Regions from separate parts of the Sus scrofa genome. Here region 2 is linked to region 1. Evidence: chromatin contacts called from public HiChIP or PLAC-seq data. All regions are on one chromosome and are shown on one strand. The core of a region is the stretch at or near the end of the contact, and the rest is flanking DNA. Distances in the headings are between cores, read along the strand shown.

Region 1 (7,452 bases), core at 2,827-5,326:
CCCCTAGCCTGGGAACCTCCATATGCCGCAGGAGCAGCCCAAGAAATAGCAAAAAAAGACCAAAAAAAAAAAAAAAAACCCACAAAACAACAACAACAACAACAAAAACAAAATAAAAGTTCCACAGCCAAAGGAAAAAAGAGAATTGGGAATCTTCTTGAAATTAACTTTTTCCTAGTTTTGATATCTGAGATTTTTTTTTTTTTTTTTTTTTGGCAAGCATAAAGAATGATGTCAATATCAGCATTGCCAAAGGAGAAATATTCTTAGAGCCAGGGGCCTATCATTGAGTCTTAGTTTTTTAATGTAATTTAGTTCAGATACTAGGTAACATGAATGAGCCTTAGAAATGATGTAGAATGTGACTAAAACAATCTCCTGTTAAAAGCATGCTCCAGTGGTGCAGTTGGTTAATGGGTGGCACTTGTGCAACAATCTCCTCTTAAATAGTGTTTCAGTTGACTCTGGAATAGAAAACAAATCAAAATCAACATCCAAGTGTTTGGTGTGATTGAAAGGAACTCCATACTTGCCCGGAGGTGGTAATTTTTGGGTTTTGTACGAAATTTAAAAATCTGATTTGTATTCTGGAGCTAGTTTAGAAGTATCTGCTCATCTGCTCGAGGCTTTTCACAAAACAATTTTTGGTATGACCAAATGCTCAGACAAACCTTAAATTACCTGGAGAATTCTGTAAGGAAAGCATACTTCCAGGAATTTATAAGACGCACCAATATGAAATGAAAATAAGAGCTAACGTTTATTGACACCTGTTTCATACTCCCGGCTAAGTACTCTGCATAGATCATCTCATTTCATCCGCACAACTTTATAAGATAGTTCCTCTTGGCAGTTCCTGTCGTGGCACAGCGGAAACAATCTAACTAGCATCCATGAGGATGCAGGTTGGATACCTCGTCTCACTTAGTGGGCTATGAATCCAGCATTGCTGTGAGCTGTGGTGTAGGTCGCAGATGCAGCTCAGATCCGGCATTGCTGTGGCTGTGCTGTAGGCTAACAGCTATAGTCCGATTTCACCTCTAGCCTGGGAACCTCCATATGCCGCAGGTATCCTAAAAAAAAAAAAAAAAAAAGATAGTTTCTCTTGTTATTACCATTTCATAGACCAGAATACTGTTAGAACTTGTCCAGAGTTAGTGTTTCCAGATTTAGCAAAGAGAAGTACAGGATGCCAGGGTAAATTTGAATGTTGGATAAAAAAAATTTTGTAAGTATATTCCATATATTCCATGGGACATACTAGTAAATTTTTTTTATCTGAAATTCAAATTTAAGGCCATCCTGTATTTCCTCTGGCAACTGTATCTAGAGACAAAGGAACACACTCACCTCATCTGCCCAGCCTCAAAGGCTCTGGGTTTAACCACAATCCTACACTGCAAAGAGCGTTTTCATGTCATTCTTTCTAATGGTTAAAAAAAAAAAAAACTGGAAGCTAACCCCAAACTTCAACTTCTAGAATGGTACGATTGTACATTAATTTGGTGGAATAGTATGAACCCAGTTAAAGTAACAGCTCAAAATAGATCTGCTCCATACCCTTCAGAATGGCAAACATTTAAATGACACTCTCATAGTGCAGGGGAAGGTGCTTGGGGGCGGAGGTCACCGTGGCAGCGGCCTTGGCTCAGACTGCGCTCTGTCAAGCAGGTTTGGGTTCAATTCTGCCCCATCTAGAAGCATGTGGCGTCTACACGGACTTCCTACAGGCGGTGAGCAGCGAGAAGGTCGCCGCACCAACGTCACCTGCTCAGCGATTGCTCCAAGCCCTCTGTGGCCGTGCTGTGCGGAGATGGGCACCCTCCCCCTTGGCCTCCCATGTGTGGGCCAGGGCCGCGGCGGGGAGCGGGGACAAGCCCCGCGCCAGTACTGGGCGCTGAGAGCGCAGAAGAGACCAACAAGCGAATTTCAACCTGAGACTGCTAAGGACACTCAGCTGAGAAGAACTTAATGACGCAAATCACTATCTGGAGGCCGCGGAGCACCACGGAATTGAGGCCTGTGACTCCAAATCCAACCGGTGTTTCTGGATGGAGAGAAGACAGGGAGGGGTCTGAACAAACTTGCATGTATTTCACCTTCTTACCTTTATCACAGCTTAACCCTTTGTTTTCTTTGTAGGGCCACATCTGCTGCATATGGAGGGTCCCAGGTTAAGGGTGGAATCACAGCTACGGCTGCCAGCCTACACTACAGCCACAGCAATGACCGGTTCAAGCTGGATCTGTGACCTGCACCACAGCTCCCACAAGGCCAGATCCTTCACCAACTGAGTGAGCCAGGGATGAAACCCACACACTCATGGCCCCTAGCCGGATTCGCTTCCACTGCGCCACCGGGGGAACTCCTGCTTAACCCTTTTGAGTTCGGCTTTCCCTACCATTACTGAGATACCTCTTTTTCTTATTTCAGGTGCCGTTTTCTCAGTCCTCAGCTTTTCACCTTAGTATCATCTGCCACACTTAATTCACTCCCTTGTGGAACTTCTTCTCCTCTCGGGTTCTTTTTCTTTTCTTAACCACAGAGGTGCACTTCTCACCCTTCTTTCTCTGCTCCCTTTATTTTTAGAGCATCTCAGCTCCTGTCATAACTTTGAACTGCCTTCTTGGGTTAAACGCTGCATTTCTGTTGAGCTCTAATCTCAGATTTCTCCTAATTCCACCAACACTCTTTGTCCAAAATAGAACTGATAATCTTACATACTCTGTGCTGTTGACCCTTGAACAACAGCAGCTTGAATTGCACAAGTCCTCTTACAGGCCTGTTTTTACAATAAACCTGCACTACAGTACTAAAAATCAACGGTTCAGGAGAATGTGGGGCAATGACCGGTCCCTTGCACTGACTGTACTCTAAGACACTGAGTGTTTTGTTTTGGTTTTGCTTTTTAGGGCCATGTTCACAGTATTTGGAGGTTCCCAGGCCAGGGGTCTTATCAGAGCTACAGCTGCCGGCCTACAGCCACAGCCACAGCCGCAAGAGACCAGAGCTGCGACTTTGACCTATACCACAGCTCACAGCAATGCCAGATCCTTAACCCACTGAGCAAGGCCAAAGATCAACCCAGCAACTTCATGGTTCCTGGTCGGATTTGTTTTCACTGTGCCACGAGGGGAACTCCTGGTTTTTAAACTTGGTGTATAAATCACCTGGAGATTAGCATAAAATCCATAATGAGGTCTGGCACAGGAGCTTGTAGGATGAAAAAAAAAAAAAAAAAAAAAGAACCCAAATGTTGAGAATTATGTTTTATTTGGTGGACAAAACTGAGGACATAACCCTGGGACACAGCCTCTCAGATGACTCTGAATGAAGGCAGGCACCAGAGAGGTTAGGGAGGAGGCAGGAAATACAGGAGTTTTTGCTACAAAGGCCAGCTAGTCAGAGCTTCAGAGCTTCAAAAGACTCTTAATTAAAGAAAATCAGTATCTCAGGGAATTTAGCCCTTTTCTATGTATGGGGAGAGGCCAGAGTTCCATCATTCCTTTAAAACACACCCTAGCCATCAGAGCCAGGATCGTGTTCTCTGCCACCCTGAGAGCATCCTTGGGGGGTGGCTGCAGCAGCTGACAGCTTGGCAGCAGGCAGCCTCTTTCGGAGTTCCCTCAGGGCTGACGGTGGGGGCGGCTGTAACGTGATGGATGGCGTGATGGCTGCAACATCCTTTGTGAACGGATACAGGTAGGCAACAGTTTGCATTCACAGGCTGAAGAGTCAGCATTTCTCACAAACCCCCAGGTGGCCTGAGGAGGATTCCTGTGGCTGCAACTCGGCAGGAAAAAGGTCCTTTCCCCCCAGCAGCCCCACCTGAGGTTTTAACACAGCTGCTCTGAATTCCCAGCCTTGACATGTTTAATCTGCATCTCTCTTTTCCTAAGTCCCACACCTTTAAAATGTTCAGGGCATTCGTCTCTAATGAGGCCATTTTCAGACGACTTAGAAACGCCAAGGACACCGCCACCCACCCCGGAGCCCAGGGACACGCCGAGAACCCCCAGAACGTTCTGGACGGCGCCGGCCAAGGAGCTCCAGCTGCGCAGGGAGACGTCACGCGCGGGCGGGGGCGGGGCCGCCCGTCACGTGGCCCCGCGGGCGCGCGCTCGGCGGCGGCTGCGGCTGAGGCGCGGGCACTGGGCGGGCCCACGGGCGCCAGGGCGCCCGGTGCTGCGTGTCCCCGCGGCAGCTCCGCCCGCTGCGGCTCTGCGGCTCTGCGGCTCGGACCCGGGCTGTGGCGGGAGGGAAGATGCCACAGCCCGAGTCCTGGAAGGCCGGGGTCCTGCGCTGCCGGCGTCGGGGTGAGTAGCGCGGCGGCGGCGGCGGCGGCGGCGGCGTCTGAGCCCGCGCGGCCTCCGTCGGCCCCTCAGCGCCGCGGGCTGGCGGCCCCGCGCGCCGCCCCTGCCCCAGGGCCCCGAGCGCCCGAGGCTTTCCCGCGGGCCTGTCGCGCTCGGCCCGAGGCCGCGGACGGGGCGGGACGCGGCCCGGGAGGCCGGGGGTGGGCCGGGGCGGCGCGGGGCTGGGGGGCCGGGGCCCGCGGCGTTTTCCGAAATGCAGCCCAGGCCGAGCGGCCCGGTCGTGGAAAGGAATGCGCGCCCCAGAAATGACTGTGGACATTTTCCAACGTGTGAAAACTGGAGCAAATTGAATAACGCGCTCCCTGGCGCTCAGCCCTCTGTTTCCACAGTGTTCAGGCGGTGTTCACATTTCCTTGGAAGAGTGTTTTTAAAGTCATTTTTTTTTTTAGTGGTTGCTTTGTGTCCCTCAGGATTGGACCAGGTCCTCGCGTGGAATTTGGTTGACCAGCATCTTAAGTTTCCCTTTTCTTTTTCTTTGCAATGTTCTTAGTGAAGAAATCGGGTTATTTACAATTTCCCACGCTCATGAATTAGGTGCCTTTTGGGCAAATACTAAAAAAAAACAACAAAAAAACAAATCCCCACCCTCCAATTCTGGTAGATTTCACCCTTTGAGGCGTATCAATATGCTTATGATGGCAGAGCTTTCTTTTTGTCATGGAAGATTTGGTCAGCATTCCTTTTTACTTTGGGTAAGAAAAGCAGGTTGGCTGGTTTTGCGAATTCAAGATGAGATTGTAACTTTGAAAATGCTCCTTATACTGCAGTGCACCAAAAATACATTGTGGTGCTAACTACTCTCATCCCGCAAATCACAGTTTTAGACCAGACTTTTTTTTTTTTTTAATTGAAATATAGTTGATTTATAATGTGTTCATTTCTGCTGCACAACACAGTGATTCAGATATCTATGTATAGGTGTGTTTGTGTGTAAATATATATAGACTCTTTAAGAATGTATTCTTTTCCATTATGGTTTATCACAGAATATTGAGTATAGTTCCCTGTGCTAATACAGGACCTTGTGGTTTATCCATCTTATATGTAATAGTTTGCATCTGCTAATCCCAAACTCTCACACCATTTCTCTCCCACCGTCCCCCCAAGCACAGTCTGTTCTCAATGTTTATGAATCTGTTTCTCTTTTGAAAAAGTTGATTTTGCCATGTTTTAGAGTCCACATGTAAGTGATAGCATATGGTATTTGTCTTTCTGATTTACCTCATTTACTAGTAAGACTTTTTTTAGCCTTCATTCAATTCTGACCTCTTAACCTAGGTGTGTATCATATGTTGAGGTCTCCTCTGCCTGCGGAAAAATCGAAAATAGAAAATCTCTCTCTCTCTCCTCAATATTTAACAGTTGAGCTTTGCAAGATAGATGTCATGAAAGAGCAGTTCACGTTTCTTTTGACAGTTTCAGTGCTATTGCTTGCAATTTGGTTTCTGTCTTCACTTCTTTAAAACACTCATTACTGTGGTAAAATAGATGCAACATGAAGTTTATTGTTTTAACCTTTTTTTTGGGGGGGGTGGTCTTTTTAGGACTGCACCCTCAGCATATGGAAGTTCCCAGACTAGGGGTCAAATCAGAACTGCAGCTGCCGGCCTAAGTCACAGTCACAGCAATGCGGGGTCCAAGCTTGGTCTGCAACCTGCACCCGAGCTTATGGCAGCGCTGGATCCTTAACCCACTGAACGAGGCCCGGGTATGGAACACGTGTTCTCATAGATACTAGTCAGGTTCTTTACTGCTGGGCTACAACAGGAACGCCCTAGCCGTTTTTAAGTGTGCAATTCGGAGGTGTTAAGTACATTCACGATATTGTGTCACTCACCATCATGACTGTTTCCAAAAGTTTTTCATTACCCAAAACAGAAACTCTGTAACTACGAAGCAGTAACCCCATTTCCCCTCCCTCTAGCCGCTTTGTCTCTCAGCTTGCTTACTCTAAATGCTGCACAGAATTGGAATTATACAATATTTGCCCTTTTGTCTTAAGGTTATTCACCTGGTGTTTTCAAGGTTCATCCATGCTGTTGCCTATCTCAGACTTCATTCCATTGTATGCTTGGATGATAGTCTGTCGAGTGGCTATATCACAATTATCCTTTCATCTTTCATGGACACTAGAATGTTTTCCTTTTTTTTGACTACTGTGCATAATACTGCGATGAACATGTGTTTACATCTGTTGGGTGTGAATCTCTGTTTTTGGTTCTTTGGGATGTACGCCTAGGAGTTGCCGGGTTATATGATAAATCTGTGATTTTCTGAGGAACTAACAAACTTCACATTTTAAAAACTGCTTTCTTGGAGTTCCCATTGTGGCTCAGTGGGTTAAGGACCCAATGTAGTCTCTGAGAATTCGAGTTCGATCCCTGACCTCACTCTGTTGGTTAAGGATCTGACGTTTGCAGAACAAGTTGATTCTCATCCTCAGTCTGTCCTTAAAATTAATCACCTTCTACTAGCCTTAACCAGCCAATGTGTATTAATTATAGCCAGTCATTTTACTTGCTATTCTTTTTGGAAAACAAATACATGTTGCTGTTCTCCAAACTTGAGCTTTCTGTTTGAACTATTTTGGGATTTGGCCATTGAAATCAATTTTTAAAGTCAGTCTTAGATCTTAACTTCTATAAAATTTCCTTCAAGTTTTTCATACAAAAAAAATTTGTCTTTCATATTTGTTTCTATATACCGTAGTTTATATATATCTTTATTTTTATTTATTTCCTTTTTTCTTTTTACAGCCACATCTGCAGCATATGGATGCTCCTGGGCTAGGGGTCAAATTGGAGTTGCAGCCGAAGCTTAAGCCACAGCTGTGGCAACACTGGATCTAAGCCACATCTTCGACCTTCACCTGGATCCTTAACCTACTGAGTGAGGCCAGGGCTTGAACCTGCATCCTCACAGAGACAATGTTAGGGTCTTAACCTGCTGAGCCACAATGGGAACTCCTATATCTTTATTTTTAGAATTTGCTTTAGAATGTGCCTGACTTTTCCACCTGATTTATTATTTCTTTAGGATTTTTATTCTTAGAGAAAGTGGGATTAGTGACAAAAGGGTA
Region 2 (7,452 bases), core at 3,643-6,142, 430 kb before region 1:
CACCCACGGCATATGAGTGTCCCAGGCTAGAGGTCAAATGGGAGCTACAGCTGCCGGCCTACACCACAGCCACAACCACGCCAGATCCCAGCTGTGTCTGTGACCTACACCACAGCTCATGGCAACGCCGTATACTTAACCCATTGAGCAAGGACAGGGATTGAATCCGAGTCCTCAGATGTTTCTGCTGAGCCACGGGAACTCCAAGAAATATTTGTATATTGACACGTGTCAGAATGTGGAAGAAGCTGTCTAACAGTAAACCAACAGTTTCCAAATGACCGATGTACAATGTTCCCACATCAGGCAGAGGCAGAAGATCCACTCATGGTGCAAAATGAGCCAATGGAATTCAATACCATGGAGTAGAAAAAGTTCACCCAAATAATTTCAAATACTACAACTACCCTCTAAGAAACTACCACTTGGGGAGTCTTGGTGAGTAGGATATTCACATGTCTGCAAAGTAGTATTAAAATATCCGTCCCTTTCCCAGCTATGTATCTGTGCAGGCTGGATTTCTCTCATATGCTTGATTTATTTATTGCAATGGAATGAATTCAGAAGCAGCTATGAGAATTGAGCCTTTTTTTTTTTTTTTTTCCCGTCTTTTTGCCATTTCTTGAGCCACTCCCGCGGCATATGGAGGTTCCCAGGCTAGGGGTTGAATCAGAGCTGTAGCTGCCGGCCTACATCACAGCCACAGCAACGCAGGATCCAAGCCGCATCTGCAACCTACACCACAGCTCACGGCAACACCGGATCCTTAACCCACTGAGCAAGGCCAGGGATCGAACCTGCAACCTCATGGTTCCTAGTCGGATTCGTTAACCACTGTGCCACGACGGGGACTCGTTTTTTAAACCAGGTATTGAAGATACTTGCAAAACCATAAAACACCACTTCAAAGTCCCAGGGTTTTTTTTCTCTTTCTTGAATTCATATTGTACCATCAACTATACTTAAAAAAAAAAAAAAAAAAAAGTCTAAAAACTATTCAGCACTGAAAAGTCATAATCACAAATGCAAGCTCTGATTATTCTCTTGTACCAAACAATGAATGACGTGAAAAAAAGTTAATTTCAAGCTTCACCACAAAGGAGGCCACTACAGGACTATCCCCACCCAAAAGTACACAACTCCAAAACGTCACTAAGCACCTGAATGTACAATTTCACATGCTAATATATTTTATGCATGTCAAACAATGCTTTACCTTAAAAGTTTTTGATGACATGCATCAGAAAAGGAAGGGACAATTGAAAAATCCACAATAAAGGCGAATACAATAGGACTGTATTCTACTGGGAACAAATGTAATGGAAGTACCCAAATCAAAGGATGGAAGTTTTTTACTACCTAAAGCCTTTTGACAAGGTAGGTACTGATGTGCATTACTTTTGCTAAACTGCCTTTTACTAAGCCACAGAAGTGTTTCATTTTCTCTTGTAAGCTCTGTCCCATTCCTGTGATCCTGTCCCTCTGGTTAACCTGAGGCTCACATTCGGCAAATAATCTTTTGATTATGGTCTCATGGCAAACTAGATTATCAAAGCTTTCTGTGGAACATTCCAGTGAAAACAGCACCAGATTTTATTTGAAGATAGTTAGCTGACACTACAACTTTAACTTCGTTTAAGTTTAGTTTCCTCCTATCCCCCGTTTGCATTAGAAACAATGGGAGGTACGGGAGCTCGTACAATTGGCTGCCACTGAAACAATTAATACAAAGCACTCCCTGAAGGCCAGCCTGTATTATAGGTGACGTGTCCTTAAAAGCTTAACACTGTAAATAACAGGAAAAGTACTTCCGGAAAAAAAGTTGTATAAGTTACCTGAGAATTTAATTTTCCTCACTGGTAGTTTTATCAATGTTTTTAAAAATCACAAAATTTGAAATCCAAGTAGTAAAACAATCATTGTATTTAGCAGTTTTATTTGAAGGCAAACTTTTCTTTTTTTGGTCTTTTTGGGCCTGAACCCATAGTATATGGAAGTTCCCAGGATAGGGGTTGAATCAGAGCTATAGTTGCTGGCCTACACAACAGCCACAGCAACTTGAGATCCAAGCCACAGCTGTGACCTATACCACAGCTCTCGGCAATGCTGGATCCTTAACCCATGGGGCAAGGCCAGGGATCGAACCTGCGTCCTCATGGATGCTAGTCAGATTCGAAAACCGTTGAATCACGACAGGAACTCCCCTGACAGCAAACTTTTAAAATAAAGTTTATGACATGACAATGTCACAATGAGAAGTATTCTACTAGTCAAACTGGCACGTTTAATCAAGCGAACATTCTAAGAAAGGTGTGGTTTCTAGCTTAGCCTTTTCCTGCCACTCTTTACCCTTAGTCAATATGACACGACAGCTTAGCATTACAAAATAACACAACCGAGAAATACACATACTCAAATTTCTCCAGTACAGCACCATTTGCAAGCAAACGTGTCACCAAACTGCTAAGTCTGAATACTGACTCATTCTCTGGAGAGTGGTTATTAGTACATGCAATCAGGGGATTACTTCCCTTTTTGACGCTGGCAAAACAAAAGACCCCACAAGCTACAAATGTCCTGGTTCACAACAAAGGTGATCAAATGCAAAAGCAAAGGCAAAGATTGGGAATAATTTAACCTCTGCAAAATACGTTTCGCTTTACTTATTTTTTCCTTTCCCCTTCTTAGGGCTGCACCCTCACCATATGGAAGTTCCCAGACAAGGGGCTGAATGTGGAGCTGCAGCTGCCGGCCTATGCCACAACGCCACAACCACGCCAGATCTTAACCCACTGGGCGAGGCCAGGGATAGAAACCGCGTCCTTATGGATACTGGTCGGGTTCTTAACCCACTGACCTACAGGGGAACTTCTAAAATACATTTCACTTTAATCATCACCCCATGTGAAAACAAATATGGAGACAACTGAGTGGGCTACAAGCAGTATAACATATTGAAGGCACAAAAAATAGGGACCAAATATACCTTGCACCCCACTGGAGGCTGCTTTAGTACAATACTTTAACTAACAGCAGTTGAAAAGAGAAGACAAAGGGGTGACCTGTCTCATCTGGGTCTCTAAGAGGATGACGGCTAGAAGGAAGATACAAAAAGAACAGGTTTTAGTTGGATACGAGGAACTTCTTTAGCAAAACAGTGAGAGCAAATGCGAGGCTTATTCACTGAAGAACAGAACCACCACCAAGAATCTCTCTTCCGCTGAAATCAGGGAGCCCAGGTACTTATCACCTGTAACTTGATTATTCGGGTTCAAGTCACCTGTAACTGCTACCTTTAATTAGTGGGCGCTATGTATCTGATTAGCTAGAACTCACTCAAGAGCCAGGATATGTCACGGTCCCCCCTCTCTTCACAAGCCAGGGGAGGAACTAAAGACCACGGACAAGCCAGGGCTAGGTGATTTAAGCTGCCAACAGAGGTTGGATGCCAGGTTCCACATGGGCACTTGGGGCTGTGTAGACTTTGAAAGCCTCAATTTGATACACGGTACTTCCCAGCTGCAGCTGTTACGGCTGCCACCTACTCTTCTCCACACATCTGGCACTGCACCGTACCAGAGTTACCCCTATGACTCTGGGCGCCCCTTCTCACTACACAAGCACCTCTCAGCCCCTGATTCCCCCCACCCCCACCCCTTTGACCGGAGAGGGATGATAAAAGGATGAGTAAGCACGCTGTAGCTGATGTTGGTCAAAGAGCATAGACCCTGGCACCGGCCGTGGAAAATGGGGGTGAAGAAGCAGAACAGAAAGCGAGGTCGGGGAGTTGGCGGTGAAAAGCGTTCCTAGGGCAGTTACCGTTACCTCCTTCTGCAATCACCACAGACTCCAAACACCCGCTTTCACCCGGCAGCCGCCCCCCCACCCCGCGGTCAAGTGCACATTTCCCTTAAACAGTTCTTAAAAACAACACGAAAAGATAATCGTAATTTCTCCAGGCTTCCGGTTGTCAAAGACAATAAAGCCTCACCCTAAAGCATGGTTAGGTCAACGGCTGTTTTCTCGTTTTCTGGCACCCGGTCTACCCCCATCCCACCCCAGACCACCTCCGTTAGGCTAAAAAGCTACTGTCAGGAACAGTTACAGATATATGTCAATCTTGTTCAGTGGCGGCGGCGGCGGGGTGGGGGGGTAACTTTTGAATCACTTCACCAGCCTGGTTACAAGTACCTGACCTTATTTTTTCCCGTAGAAAAATAGGACACCGAGAAAGCAGAAATTTCTCTTTCCCTGCTTTTCTACTTCGGCCGCTGGCAGCATCCAGGAGGCTTCCGAAGAGGGCTCTTGGGTTTCTTTCGTAGGAAACTTGCCCTCTGTAGCCAAACGTCCTCTAGGTCCCCAGTTTCCTTTAAAACGTTGAACTTCACGCATAGGAAAAAAACCCCAAGGCACAGTTTCCTTTGTTAAAACCCCACGGACTTGAATTTGGGGGGTGCAAAGGCCAGCAACGATCACGACAGCTCGCCGCGGCGAGGTGAAGAGGGACAGGTGCGACTTCTGCCTTTGGGGGGCCTCGCGGCAGTTTGGCAGAGCGGTAGACCCCGCACCGCGTGCCCGGCGCGGGACCGCCGGAACTCCCCGTCCGCCCGAGGCCTCCCAGACACGTCCTCCCCGCTCCCGGGCCGCCCGCCGCCCCACGGGCCCGGCCTCGCCGCCGCCTCCGCTCAAAATGGAGGTGGCGGCGGCGGACCGCTGGTTACGAAACGCGCGGCCGCCACATGGCCGCGCCGGCCCCAAACTTGGCCCGGCCCGCCGCGTCCCGGCCCCCAGGCGAGGCCGGGCCCTGGCTCGAGGAGGCCGCGCGGCGCCCGCCACTCACCCACAGACCGGTAGCCCAGGATCGCGATCTTCCGGGACTTGGACTGCGGCATCTTGGCGGCCTCACAAGCCCCGGGCCAACCACATCAACCGCGGCGGCGGCGGCGGCTCCTGTGCTGCGATCGGCGGCTGCCGCGCCGGGGCAGAGCGGCATCCAGGGGCGGGGCGGGCGGGCGCGGCTGCCTTGGCTCCTGGCTCGCGCGCTCAACCGCCCGGAACCGCCGCGCGGCCCCGCCCCCAAACACGCCCACGTGACCGCGCGCGGCCGCCGGGGCCGCCCCCCTGCAGCGGCTCGCGTCAGCGTCGCCCTTCCGCCGCTGCGGCCGCCCCCGTCCCCGAGACGCACAGGGGTGCGCCGGGCAGGCGTTTTACTTTAAAGGGAAAAACAGGAGACGCCGAAATGCCCCTAGAAAAGTCACGACTGAAACTCGCTGCGTCATGACCCTCCCACCGGCTTCCGCCGCTTTTTAATTACGCCAGTTTTCCCCGAGCGCTGATTGGACAGTTCCCACCCGCCCGCGCGATGACGCGGCGGAAACTCCTTCTCCCATTGGGGGCGGTGAAGAGGCGGAGCCAGAGGCGGGGCTGCTTGCCCGGGAGCTAAAAATAAATTCCGACGCTCAGCCCGCGTTTGGGCGTTAGTGAGCTTTGCAGGCTTCGAACGTCTGGAGGCGGGTGGGAGGGGCGGAGGGACGCCAGCTTCCTAGTGATTGGTTAGATCGGGGGAAGGGGCGGGGAAAGATTGAGAGGTGAGGTGATTGGTAGAACGCTGAGCGGTTGATGGACTCGCGCTCGCAGAGCCCTTAAAAGGCGCGAGGCGCAGGTCGCTTGGCGGTTGCTCGCTGCGGTTGTTACCTTGCGTGAAGTTTTTTTCTTTTTAGCCCTTTGCTATATTGGTGTCAGTCTAAGTTTGAGGGTGTAGGTTGTGACTTAGTATCATCTATGGATGAAGGCCTGTGGGAAGACTGGAACGCAGTAATTCAAAATACGCATTTTTAAAAAAAAGTGTGCGCCACCTCAGTTGTCTCAACCCTGGGATAAGCAGATCCGACACACCTGACGGGGAAAAATAGCGCAAGTCAACACATCTTTAACTCTCCACACCTTCGTGGCTAATTCAGTAGTCGAGCTCAAACACCTGCCCTTAGCTGGGAACTCTCTAGAAACGTCCTTCCAGAGGGGATTTAAGACGGCTGAGTTCACAGGCTGGTCTCTCTGGTAAAGGGAGACTGGTGTATTTTCCACAAATGGTTTACTGGCAACCCCTTTCTTCAGTTGTGTTGGCGAAGGGCCCTTGACGTGGCACCAATGTTGGGGTGCAGGAAGGGACGGCAGCCTGGGAGGCGTGGGTCATGCAGAAAGAAGGTGAGCCAGACCTGAGAAACGAGGATGCCGTGGGCGCTTTCCAGACGCGGAGACCAGTGTCATGGTAGGTGTCCTTGCCCTTGGTGGTTGTGGAAGGAGCAGAGACCCTCCACTCCTACCAGTGTCCCTTGCTGTCCTCGGGCTGTTGACAGTGTTGAGCTGCGTGGCTGAGTAGGATCACGGCTCTCTGGTCACGGCCTTTCCCAGCAAGCACGGAATCGGGGCCCTCCCCCCGCCTGCGGAGCTCCGAGCGGCAGGACCAGATTCCTTGGTAGGAAGATTTAGAGGTGACAGCCCCATAAATACACCTTGTTGCCTCGTCGAGTTAGGACACTAACCGACATTAAGGCAGAATCCTTCCACCATCCACTTGCGGCACTCATGGGGGAGGAGGAGCGCACGTTCACGTCTGCAGATTGAAGCCCCAGGCCACCCGCGGGGAGTGAGACATCTCTTTGAAGTTGTATTTTATTCTAATGGGTTTTTGCATTCCACTCTATAATTAGTTGAAATATTTAAAAAAGACTCAAGTCTTAAAATGGAATTTTATCCTGTGGATTTGAATACCCCTCCTGCAGTATTTTGAACTGATGGTCCTAGATTCCCTGGTGGGTTGTGAAATTAGCTTAATGGGTGTTACTATTTTCTATTCTATTTAAAAAAATGTATGTTGCGTAATAAGGGTGAGTATTGTTTCTTGGCACTTTTGCTGTGTGTATATATTTATAGACATGCTTTATATGTGTTGTGTACTGAGTTCCACTATAAAATGTATTTTTTGTGGATTACCTCAAAAAGCTGGAAAGCACTGCCCTAGCCTTAGGGGGTTTAGGAGTCCAGACCGAGAAGGGCAGTTGAAATGGACACATTCATTCAAGAAATGTCCCAGTTGTGTTAAAGCCCTTTAAGGCCAGACCCAGGAGTTTTGAAGATTCTTTTATTTCAGAATTTCTTAAGAAACGACTCAGATTACCTAAAATACTTCAGATTGATGTATGAATTCACATAGAAATAACTAACTGCAGCCAGACCATATAGGATGTGGACTTGCTTCTGAATTCAAAGTACGCTGGACCTCAGGAGTTCCCCGGTGGCTCAGAGGGTTGAGGACCTGGCATTGCCACGGCTGTGGCATGGTTCTACTCCTGGCCCTGGAACTTCCACGTGCCGTGAGCATGACGAAAAAAAAAGTACAGTTGACGTTTGAATAGCACTAGTTTGAACTGCCCGGTCCATTTATACCCGGGT

The links. HiChIP or PLAC-seq counts read pairs in DNA pulled down with a chosen protein or histone mark.
Region 2: an H3K27ac HiChIP or PLAC-seq map of alveolar macrophages shows a contact between it and region 1. The contact joins the promoter of RHEB here to the promoter of GALNT11 in region 1. A contact is called at or near these places in 1 of 47 Hi-C or Micro-C datasets (heart right ventricle) and 1 of 2 datasets of contacts at active chromatin or transcription factors (alveolar macrophages).

What each region holds. Positions count from the first base shown.
Region 1 is chr18:5,344,737-5,352,188 of Sscrofa11.1, reverse strand. It overlaps GALNT11 (polypeptide N-acetylgalactosaminyltransferase 11), which reads left to right and starts at 4,076. Exons shown (of 12, transcript XM_005654262.3): 1 at 4,076-4,316.
Region 2 is chr18:5,776,879-5,784,330 of Sscrofa11.1, reverse strand. RHEB (Ras homolog enriched in brain) reads right to left here and starts at 4,892. Exons shown (of 8, transcript NM_001287846.1): 1 at 4,841-4,892. The coding sequence starts at 4,892. It overlaps LOC102162623 (a long non-coding RNA gene), which reads left to right and starts at 5,211. Exons shown (of 3, transcript XR_002340246.1): 1 at 5,211-6,268.